Regions from separate parts of the Mus musculus genome. Here region 1 is linked to region 2. A link is a contact called in public promoter capture Hi-C data. All regions are on one chromosome and are shown on one strand. The core of a region is the stretch at or near the end of the contact, and the rest is flanking DNA. Distances in the headings are between cores, read along the strand shown. Region 1 holds the start of Bckdhb (branched chain ketoacid dehydrogenase E1, beta polypeptide). Region 2 holds the start of Sh3bgrl2 (SH3 domain binding glutamic acid-rich protein like 2).

The links. Promoter capture Hi-C pulls out the DNA fragments that hold promoters and counts their contacts.
Region 1: a promoter capture Hi-C map of liver shows a contact between it and region 2, with 2.5 times the contacts expected there. The contact joins the promoter of Bckdhb here to the promoter of Sh3bgrl2 in region 2. A contact is called at or near these places in 1 of 39 promoter capture datasets (liver) and 1 of 115 datasets of contacts at active chromatin or transcription factors (pancreatic cancer cells).

What each region holds. Positions count from the first base shown.
Region 1 is chr9:83,922,420-83,928,363 of GRCm38.p6, forward strand. It overlaps Bckdhb (branched chain ketoacid dehydrogenase E1, beta polypeptide), which reads left to right and starts at 2,718. Exons shown (of 11, transcript NM_001305935.1): 1 at 2,718-2,940. The coding sequence starts at 2,751. It overlaps Gm36278 (a long non-coding RNA gene), which reads right to left and starts at 2,586. Exons shown (of 4, transcript XR_379675.2): 1 at 2,411-2,586; 2 at 1,018-1,122; 3 at 776-914.
Region 2 is chr9:83,545,075-83,550,835 of GRCm38.p6, forward strand. Sh3bgrl2 (SH3 domain binding glutamic acid-rich protein like 2) reads left to right here and starts at 3,264. Exons shown (of 4, transcript NM_172507.5): 1 at 3,264-3,429. The coding sequence starts at 3,385.

The DNA.
Region 1 (5,944 bases), core at 1,468-3,967, 380 kb after region 2:
CTGTCTTTCAATGTGACTTTGCTACTTTGCTTTTTTAATGAGCCATATCTCTGTCTTAGTTTGGTTTCTATTGCTGTAACAAAATACCATCACCAAAGGCATCTTGTGGAAAAAAGGCTTTACTTTAGTGTATAGCTTGTATCCCATCATCCAGGGAAACCAGGATGAGGACTCAAGACAGGAACTGAAGCAGAAGCCATGGAGGAATGCTACTTACTGGCTTGCTCCTCCTGGCTTTCTTAGCCTGCCTTCTTATACCGAGCAGGATCACTTGCCCAAGGGTAGCACAGCCCACACTGTTTTGTGCCCAGTCACACCGATCATTAATCAAGAAAATAACCCACAGACTAGTGTATAATCTAATTTAACAGAAACATTTTCTCAGTTGAAGTCCTCTCTTCCCACATAACCCTGCTTGCTTGTGTCAAATTTACAAAAAAGTCTAACCAGGACAAGCAATTCTCTGCCCATCAAAGTTTTCTTTTTCTTACACTTTGTGTGTGTGTGGTGTGTGTGTGTGTGTGTGTGTGTGTGTGTGTGTGTATACGTACGATGACATCTTGTGGAGGTCATAGGGCAACTTTCAGGAGTTATTTCTTGTCTAACATGTCATCTTTAGGTATTAAACCCACGTTATCAGGATTAGCAGCAAGCTCCTTTACCCTCTCAGCCATACCCTAGTCCTTTCAACTCAGTTTTCATTGACTAACTTGTCTTTTTAAAACCTTGAGTTTAAAGAGTGCATATGTATAAAACAATAAATCCTGTTACAAACCCATTATTAACTGCCAAATGTCTCCAAGTTTCTTCGTTCTGAAGGCCACATTTGCATACTTCCTAGCCACCCCGGAGCAACATTTTACTCTTCTGTATGGCACGCTAGCTTGAAGGTAGTGATATTCCTCTGGATCCATCTGCAAAGAAAGTGTTACTTTTTTACATATAGTCACTGAATCAAAAGAGGGACGAATCTCAGCAGAAGTAGACTGAAGTGAAGTTCTGTGAGAGAAAACGAACCAAGAATCATTCTGAAGAAAGAAGAGCAACTGTGATGTCCATTGGCTCCATCTTCACAGGCTCTCCGTGTCCCCAGGGATTAGTCAGAAACCCAAGTGGAAATGGCTCAAACAAAGAAGATAGCCCATTTGCAGCATATTAAGGTGTCATGAGGAACCCAGCCATCAGAAATTCCAAATGTAGTCAGTTTCATCTTTTTTTGGGATTATCAAATTACTGAAAACTTCCAATTTTTGCACTTCCCAGAGGCATTTAAAGATAGCCTGACTCCCTGAAAAGAGAGTTTCCCAAACGAAGTTCAATGCAGCTGGGGATGGGGGCAGGCAGAGGCTCTCAGCATAGGAACAAGACATTTCTTTCCTTGCCCTGGAAGACACTTCATTCTTTCACGACAATGAGCCTTTGCACCCACCTCACCTGTTGTGGAAGACTATGGTTCTCTGTGCTCTGCTTTGGCAACCTCTAATCCTCTGGGTGCAGGTCAGCCTTACCTCTGGAAGCATTTTGACCTTCAAGAGCTTGTTTCTCTTCATGCTGTTCTAAGTCTCTTACCACATTTGAATGCCACTGTCTAAGCTGTCTCCTTTGTGTGCATTTCTGAATACGTAGAATTCCATTTCTACTCTTACCCCGTGCTTCTTAGCTAAACCTAACATCTGTTAAGAGGTCACAAATACTACAGGAGGAATGTTTCTTCCTGGCTCCTTCCTCTCTGTTCTCTCAGTCTGTCATAATACTTTCTCCATTCTGGAATCCTTCCTCGAGATCTAGACATACTTTCTTGCCTCTGTTGTATTCTATTTTGATGGCTATCTTCCAACTCATGGCTAAGGAAGATAAATAAATACACACACACATATCATATATATGATATATATGCGATATCATATTTGATATGTATGTGATATATATGATATATATAAAACACTTAAATATTTTAAGATAAAATTTATAAAGTTGATTATTTTGACTTTAAATCAGTCATTCAACTTGCTTTTTTTTTTTTTTTTGGTTTTTTGAGACAGGGTTTCTCTGTGTAGCCCTGGCTGTCCTGGAACTCACTCTGTAGACCAGCCTGCCTCTGCCTCCCAAGTGCTGGGATTAAAGGCGTGCACCACCACCGCCCGGCAACTTGCATATTTCTAAGTTACACAGAGTAAGACCATTAGGTGATTTTTGCTGCACCTCGACTTTAAATTCCTAGTGGATTTGAAGGCCGAAATCTCTACTTACTATTTTTTGATATGATCTAAATCAGGATAAGCAAAATCAATTTTAAAGATTTAAATATATTTACTATTTCAAAATAAGAGTGAAGGCCTTTCCCGAATTCTAGATTTTTTCGGAAACTCGAAACCAACGCCTGTCTTTGCAATGACCATATTGCACTTACAGACTATGAGAAACACAGCCTAAAACGAAAACGCTACTGAAAAATGCACCGCAAAAATGACACTGCGAAAGAACACAGGCAGTCGCGTTGTGACACCCCAAGTCCTGCAGCTGATTTTGGGGTGGGACCCAGGGACCACATCTCAGGCTGCAGGGGCCTTGGTATGGCTTCCGTCTGGGCGGGCCGCCAGGTCATAGCGTCTCCATCCCCGCCCCCGAACTTCCGTCTCCGATTGGTCTCTTTCACGGACCCGCCCCTCGAGGCTGCCCAATGAGGAAGCCTGCGTCTTAGCTCCTCCCTCCCTGCCGGCAGCGTGGGCTGCGGTGCCTGAGAACTGGGGATGGCGGCGGTGGCTGCGCGCGCGGGTGGGCTGCTGTGGCTCCGGGCTGCGGGAGCAGAGCGGCGGCGGTGCGGACTGCGCTGCGCTGCGCTGGTGCAAGGCTTCCTGCAACCCGGGGGCGAGGACACGGCCCAGAAGCGGCGGGTGGCCCACTTCACTTTCCATCCGGACCCAGAGTCCCTGCAGTATGGTGAGATTTGGGGATCTTGCTGCATCCCGGCTCTATCCTTGCCTTGCCCTAGACTCTAGACTCTACTCTAGAGCCTCCTTGGTTCGGGTCAGTTTGCGTTCCTGTTACTCGTCCTTGGTGATTCTTCCCTTCAGATGCAGCCCCTGGAACTTCAAGATAGGTGAGAGGGCACTCTGCCTTCTGCTAGGGCCTGAGGGTGTAGAGGAGTTGTCCAAAGAGCGCTCCCCCGCCCCCTTCCCCTGAGTTCTATCCATGCTTTCCCCATATCAGGTCTTAGGTGTTAGCTTGTCCTAGACTGAGTCACTAACTTGAGGCAACTGTCTGTAAAACACTTGCCTTTTAATTTTCATTTGAAAATGTAAACCTAGGGAGTAAATACTAGAATTTGATTTTCTCAAGGTCACGAGACAGGTTCTGCCTAAAGATGGGAAAGAATCCAGACTTCTATTTCAGCCTCATACAGAGCTCCTGCTGGGCCCCGCTGTCACCTGGCCAAGCAGTATTCCATAGAGATGGTGGAGAAGAGCGAACAGAAGGGAATGGGGCAGGCTCCTGTCCTGCCACCTTTGCCTCACTCTGACTGTTTCTCCTGTAAGTTTTATGCAGTCGCCCTCCATCCTAGGTCTAACTGCAGAGCACCAGGAGAAAGTAAGGAAAACCTACACTGTTTTTTTTTTTTTTTTTGTCTAATAACTTGGGGCTGGCAGTTTTTGGAAGCCCATCTTTACTTGTGAACAATAATGGAATATTTAACCGAAAGCTTGCTATTGGTGAAATTTACATTCCTCATCTCATTTAGTTCATAGGACAAGATTTAATTTCATGTGAGGTAGGTCATGTTTTCATGTTTGCTTTGCAGTTAGATAAACGGAAGCCTTGAAGCAGATTATTCAACAGTACACAGGACATAAGTTCATGAGACATAGCGCCAATGGTCAGAATCTAGTAAGCAGGATTCCAGACTTGCCACTCCACGGAAGGCAATAAAGAGGCCTTTAGAAATAATTTCAATGACGGGGTTTCCCAGTTTTGTGAAATAGTAGGACTAGAAAGATGAACAGCAGTTCGTTTTTCCCTCTCAGCCTTCAGTACTGTTTTCACAGCAAAGAAACTTTGGCCTGGTAATGGAGAAATAGAGCAGAGGTCTTCCGAATTCTCCTTTCCACAGTTGTGAAATTACTAAAATCCGAGTGATGTCATGGCTCTAGGTTGTTACTATAGAAACAGTACAAACATCTTACAGATAAAAGGCAGAGTTTAGAAAAAAGTGACAACATGATTGCACCTCTCATGGTGGATGCTGCTAAACCTTTTGAGGTTCATTCTTCCAGAGCTCTGTCTTTTCCACAGTTGTAGTTTTAATACAAGTCCAATTTGCATCAACTAGAAAAATAACTTCCTGTACTGCTGTAGAGTTTTGTTGATCTGTAGAGTTCAGTAGTGAGAGTCAGGGTCTTGAGTTTGGTTTTGTCCCCATCCCCTGAGACTTTTTTTTTTTTTTTTTTTTTTTTTTTAGAGACAGGGTTTCTCTGTGTAATCCTGGCTGTCCTGGAACTCACCAGGCTGGCCTCGAACTCAGAAATCCGCCTGCCTCTGCCTCCCGAGTGCTGGGATTAAAGGCGTGCGCCACCACGCCCGGTTCCCCTGAGACTTTGAAGTCCTCACTTCTGCAAGCCTCACATCTCTGTAATTAAGGGATTAATGATAATAGCGATTTCAAAAGGAGAGGAGAGCTGAGGGCTGAATAAAATTTATGTATATATATATATATATATATATATATGAATGAATGACACAGTGTTTGCCATCTTGGAAGTAATAACGCAGTAAAGGGAAACTTTCAATAGACAATACCATGCATTTGTCATAGTTTCACAGTATTAGAAAAATCACACACATTTCATGCATGTGGCTCTCCTGCCCCCAATGATAGAGCCCTAGAGATTAGAGTTCTCACTCAAAGACATGAATGGTTTAATGGAGTTTTTAAATGCCCACTTTGAATCCCCAGTTTACCCCCAGTGTGTATAAGAGTGTTCAGTGTAGTAAGTGTGAGAGTGTGTAAGAATGTGTAAGAGTGCCGGGTGGTGCACACCTTTAAGCCCAGCACTCGGGAGGCAGAGGCAGGTGGATTTCTGAGTTCGAGGAGGCCAGCCTGGTCTACAAAGTGAGTTCCAGGACAGCCAGGGCTATACAGATGAACCCTGTCTCAAAAAAACCAAAAAAAGAAAAAAAAAGAAAAAAAGAAAAAAAAAAAGAATATGTAAGAGGAATGTGTAAGAGTGTGCTAGGGGCTAATGATGCTGAAAAGCCCAGGCACACAGCCTTGGGATTTTGTGCTAACTTCTGCACTTGTGTTTGCAGCTCTTTCAGTCTTGCTGAGGAAAGCTCTCCCATGTATTAGCTCACTGGTTCATGTTCTTTTGTGACTTGAATTTGCTTTTTTTCTTTCTTTCTTTCTTTTTTTAATATATTTTGAAAATTGCACCTTTAGTCATGTCTCCTGTTCATGTCAACACTGTTCTATGTTGTTGAGCAATTGCTTTTTATTCAGCTGGTGTAGGCACGAAGTCTCTTAGCTTGACAACCATCATGTGCGTTAGATGGTGTTTGTGTTCACTGTACAGATGAGGCAGTGGAGGCACAGAGAGACTTGTGGTCTTCCCAAGTGTGGCGAAGGGCAGAGTCAGCTTCCAGTCCCATTGTGTCCGACTCTTAAAGTCTTACAAATGGGTTTAGGTGTTAAAACTTTGCATCTTACGCCCGTTAATGAAGGTTCGGATTCTCTGTGCTTCATGGGTGCTACAGATGCTTTCCGTTCATCCATACTGTTTGATTTCACACAGAAAAGGTCCTGCTTCAGTTGCTGACTGGGGCCAACTTCTTTTAAGGTGCACAGTGGCCTGGAACAAGGACTTATCTTTGCAAAGACCATGGGAGCATTGTTTTTCAGGCAGGAAAAGACCTTTTGTAGGCTCTTTCTGTGCTGTATCAACAGAGAAAA
Region 2 (5,761 bases), core at 2,014-4,513:
CTTGGTTTCCTGAGTCTTGTCCTCAAGTTTTACCTGACTGCTCTATCAAGAGATCAGACTCTAGGGAGCTCCAAGGTACCCTTCCAGTTTGTTTTCTAATGCTGGGTCTCTACTTTCTCACTTGGTTCCTGGGTTGAGAATATAGTTAGTGTTGCATATAATCTCTAGACACCAATTTTTTAAACAGAGGTAGAAATAAAAGCAGAGTTGTTATCTCAATGATCTTTAAGTCATCCTTGGACTATTACAGACTAAGTACAAAATTGTTTGGGTTCTTTGTGCAAAACAAAAGCCATTTGTGATGGCTTAAGCAAGTCAGAATTTATGATATAGACAGAGGTGTGTCACCAGTCTGTGATAACAGAACAGGCTAAACCAGAAATGGACTAGCAGGCTTTCTCTGTAAAGGGTGACTAGTGAAAGCAACAGACCAGGAGGACCATGGAGTCTTTTCTTATTCTGCTAGTAAGCAATATGGAATGTGTGCCAAATAAAACTTTATTTGTAAAAATGGGTGGAGGACAAACTTGACAAGATGCAGGTTGAGAACCCCTTAACTCACAGCATAGCCAGGGCTACTGTTGGTGCAGCTGTCAGTTCCTATTTGTGTTACTGCCCTCCTCTTACTGGTTTGCTCCTTTAGCACCTCTGGCTCTTATGAAGCAGACAACCAGACTCGGCTTCAGTTACAGCTAGGATTGTGAACATCTCCCAACAGCTCATTCACTGAAGCCTTGGTCTCCAGTCTGTGGGGGCTCTACTAGGATGCAGTGGGACTTAGAGGAGGGAAAGCAAAGCCACTACGGACTCTGGAGGCACATTGAGATCCACTTCCTTTTCTCTTCCTTTGCTTTCTGGTGTCATGAAGTCTGTGGTCTCGCCTCCTCCAGACTTGGTCTCCCAAGTGGTGGGATGCAGGCCTGTGCTACCACACCTGGCTGACCTTTGCCCTCTTTAAGTTATCCCAGGTTGTTGAGAGCTTTTGGTGCGACTTCTAGGAATTGGGTATTTGTCACTGGGCTTAGACAAGGAAGTAGGCCTAGATAAGAGTAACAGTGAGCATGGGGCTTTGTTTACTATTTTGCTGAATTATTTCCTTATGTGATCTTTTTGCATACTACTCTGCTTAATTACTTTCTTGTGTGATCTCCTTGTTTACTACTTCGATCCATTACTTTTGTCTTGGATATACCTAGAATGATCTGTGTGTGTGTGTGTGTGTGTGCATATATATATATGCAGGCTGGAGAGAAATAACGCTGCTTCAGCCTCCGTACAGGCAGGAGTCAGGTTATAATTTTGTCTAACTGTTTTTCTTCTTTTTAAATCCTCATTCCCTCGCTTGAGACCCTGTTGACTGATTGAGCTGGCTTGGTCACCAGGTGATTCGTCACAACAACAGGAAGATGACTAACACAGTTCCTCAGAGCCGTGTGTTCTATGTCACAGCTCCGTGCTGCCTGACTTCCCCAGTTGCAATTCCAATTTGCTGACTGAGGAAATGACTTAGTCAATTTCTTTTATCCATTTTCCTCAGAGCGCTTCTGAGTTCTACTGTTAAGCTGTTTATCTCCATTGCTACATTAATTCTATACTTTGGGGGGGAGGGAATGGTTCCTTTTGTAAAGACCCATATTTATACAGGAAATAATGTATCTACTTCTGTGAAAATTATTTCACATTTTATATGCCTTCATTTCCATGTTTGTGATAGCAAAAGCTAAAGAACAATTGCAGAGTGTTATAGCTACAGCAGAACTTATATTTAAGTTTTTAACATTAAAAAGAAATAAAGACCCACCAGGATTATATATTCTTACTCTACTAAGTTTAAAGAGGCCTATGACAAAAGTGGATTAAGATAAGCAATGAAGGGGCCACTGAGATGGCTCAGTGGGTAAAGACACTTGCTGCTAATCCTGACCCACACGGTAGAAGGAGAAAGTTGTCCCATGACCTCCACAAGTATGCTGTGCTAAATGGATCTACACAAACAAAAATATACATACATACATACATGCATACATACAAATAAAACTATTTAAGACATAAGCCACAGGAAAGGTTGGCAACTTGAAATATTAGTAAGTCTAAAAACCAAAGTCCTTCAAGCAACCATTTGTGCCAGAAACTTGCAAACGTGGGAGACTTCATCACACAATTTTCTTCTCTCTAGAATTAATTAGCAGCATTCCCTGAACGCTGCTAAAGTCCCTTGGTGAAATGAAGAAAGTAAATACAGTAGTGTGAGGGAAACTGGTTCACTTCCACAAAACTAGGAGTGGCTTGAGCCTTAGCCAAGCCAATACAACCTGCTAAAGCACTACTCGGAACCTATTAGCCACTTCATGAAAGCTTTCTCTTTAATGGTATCCTCCTGGGATACCGCGTTGGAATGCACAGCGATTTCGAAAAAGACACAGATTTGGCTCAACTGTAAATATCAGTAGGTGCACAGAGGCAAAGGCATTGTGCGGGGTAGGGGGTGGGGAGGGAGGGTTCTGATTCCCAATGTTGATAGGGGGATTTTCATTTCTATCAGTACTTATTCTTTTCTACTACAATTACAGTTTTGCAAAGAAAAATAAAATATCGGTCTTGTTCTCATTTGGCTTTCCAGTTTTCAGTGTCTTTAGAATAAAGTGAAAGCCTGTTTCATTTACCAAAGAGATTCCCTTTGCAAACTAGGCGTGGTGATGTATGCTTGTAATACCTGCTAGGGAGGGTGAAGTTGAGTTCCAGGCCAGCCTGGGCTACATAATAAAACCGCCTCCAGGAAAAATAACAACACTCCTCTTCAACAGTTTTTCAGGGTTGCAGGAGAAACAAAACACCAAAAGCTCAACCCACTGCCATGCCTGTCCAAGCCCGTGAACTGCCAAGGTCTCTGGGGCGAGCCTTTGCGTGTCTCTAAAACAGTGGGTCGCCTCAGCTCCATGGCTGTTTCTGATAGAGGATGCTCCACCCGTCTCCACCGCAAACAAAACCCAAGCTTGGACTATCCTCCACCCAACCCTTTGTCTTGTTTGCTGTGTTCTTGTAAACTGGCTTCCCGCCAATTAGCTTGTCCCGCTTCCGGGTCCTTCCTAAACCACCTGCGTGTACGATTAATTCCCGTGAAGCAGGCGCCGGACAGAAGGAGCGCAGTGCCTGGTCACTCTGGGCGCCAAGGAAACTACAACTCCCGTCAGCCCCCGCGGCCGCCTGGCCCCACCCGCCTCTCGCTCAGCCCGCGGCGGAGGCGCTGGGCTTTCATCCGCGGAGCGGCGGGAGCCAGACGCGTCGCTGCGGTCTTCTCCGACGGTCGCACGGGAGTCGGCAGCTACCTCAGTCGCGTTAAACTTCTGTGACCGAGTCAGCGGCGATCCCTGACGCAGCGAGAGGATGGTGGTCCGCGTCTTCGTCGCCTCATGCTCAGGCTTCGTGGCGGTGAGCCGAGCGGGCGGGATCGCGGGAGACGCGCAGCGCGTGCGCCCGTAGGAGACGCGCGGGCAGGTGACCGCCGGGCTCGGACCCGGTGGACACGCAGGGGTCACACACCCCGCACTGGCAACTGGCGAGGGGACCCAAGGGAGCCAGTCCCCTGCCGCAGCTGTCGGCTCCAGGGGCCCTTTGCTGAGTTTAGAGGTTCCGGACTTGGGACACCCCGTCGGCTTATGTTTCCTATGGCAGTTTAGACTACTTTGATTTGCTGACCTGGCGTCTGGAGGAAACCCATTTTAAAAAATTGCTCTACATCCTCTCGTCCCCAGCAAGTCCTTTTTAGTTTTACACCTGAGCAAACCACACTTGTCCTGTTAGGTCGCAGTTAATTTATTTTCTTTGTTGTTTTTTAGCCTAGGGTGTTACAAATACTTTTACATATGGTCCTTCCCTTGTTCCTCCAGTGCTGTGGTAAATTTCATTTTAAGAATAAATTGTGTTTTCTATTTTTAGCTACTCTGTTTGTCGAGTGTTGACTTCTTTTAGGAATATTGTTCTTTAGAAGAAGTTAAATAACTAGAAATAGTGCACATGTATACTAAGACACATGTAATGCGCCTGTAGTGTGTCAGTTATGTTTCATGTGATTGCTAAGACTTGATTTCCTTAGCCAAGAGTTAAACTACATCTCCAAAAATCTACTTTGTCAGTTACTTAATCAGATATAGAAAAAAGTACAAGAATGATTGGTTTAAAGTTTAGGCTGGCTGGTTGCCTGCTCAGTAGGCAGACTGTCTTAGAATTTAAGTGGGTGGGGTAGAAGGCGGAATAAAATACTACTTGGAAAATCCCCGTAAACTACTGAAGCTCTTAACCCAATCTTTTTTGATACAAGGACACAATAGCTGGGAAAATGCTGGCCTACCTGTATGTGCAGGCATGTCCTGGTTCTCAAAAATCCTCCCTTTTTGTTATTGCTTAGTCATAGGTGCCTTTAAAAGATTTTTCCCTGTTAAAGCTGAGCCTCATGAAATGTACTATCTCCTAGATAGATTTATTGAAATGAATTCCTTACTATAGAGCTTTTGGTCTTTACCATGAACTTACCAGCTTCGGTAATTATTTCAAAAGGAGCTTACTGATTTCAGAAGCAGCAAGCTCCAATGTTGATCTTCAGTTGTGTTGGGAAAGTCACAGGTAAATTACCTGTCTTCTCCATCATGTATCCAGACTTGCATCCTGTAACCAATTTTATCAGTTCCATAAACACACATGTATTTAGTGCCTGCCTACTGTGTGACTTGAGTCTGGGCTTTAATGTTTTGTGCACGGACCTAAGTTGAGGAAACAAGTTCTTGTGTGCTGCCTAGTGTGGGGACCAGTGGTGCCCGAGCTCTGCCCTTCTCTCTCTCCTGTACCAGGAAGGCTTTTGAGGCCCTCACAATTGTGCTGTCCTTTTAAAATGCTTTCGTCAGTTGAGTAAATGTGGGTACAGCTCATACCAGTCTATTCCATTTGAACTGCAGACTGGTGAACTTCAAAGTGCAGTCTCTCCACTTTGGTTTTTTAACCGCGTCTCAGATCCCCATGGTCTGATGTGGTTGCATTTGGTTGGGAGCTTATGCTCAGTTCATAGGCACAGCACAGTCTGTAAACACTCATTATTCACTTTGCTCTGCTGTTTGAAAACATACTCTTTTCGGGTCATAGAAACACCCATCGAGCCCCCCCCCCCCAAATTTTGTAATATCTCCTAGTTCATGTACAATTTTTTTTCCTTTACAGCAATATTGACATTTTAAGTTATATAAAGTTTATGCTTATCTGCCAGAACATTGACTTCTTAGCCGTAATGAAGGTGAGCTCTTGGTTGGGGAGGCTCATGGGACTTACAACATTAAGCTGTGTTAAGGTTTTGCAGGAATGCTGTGATTTTCTTCTGCTGGTGTCCGGTTGACTGGTGGCACTTTTTTTTTTTTTTTCCTATACCTGTCTGTGACCAGCAGGTCTATAGCACAAACAGTGTTAATGCCTACCTCAGTTTAATCCTGTACCTGTCTGTGACCAGCAGGTCTATAGCACAAACAGTACTAATGTCCACCTCAGTTTGGTTTTAGCTAAAGCATATAAAATGAAGGAATGTGGCAGGATTAGACCTAGCTAAGGAAATCCAGGCAGCAGGACATTTATGCAGTGTTGAGGGAAAACCCTCCTCTCCTCTGGTTCCCTGGGGCTCAGGAGCTTCTGTGGTAGCAATGACTAACATGAAAGGGGTGGGTGCCTCTTCATCCTCTCCAGCTGCAGGGGGAAGCCTGCTTGTACTAGGAAATAAAAGTTA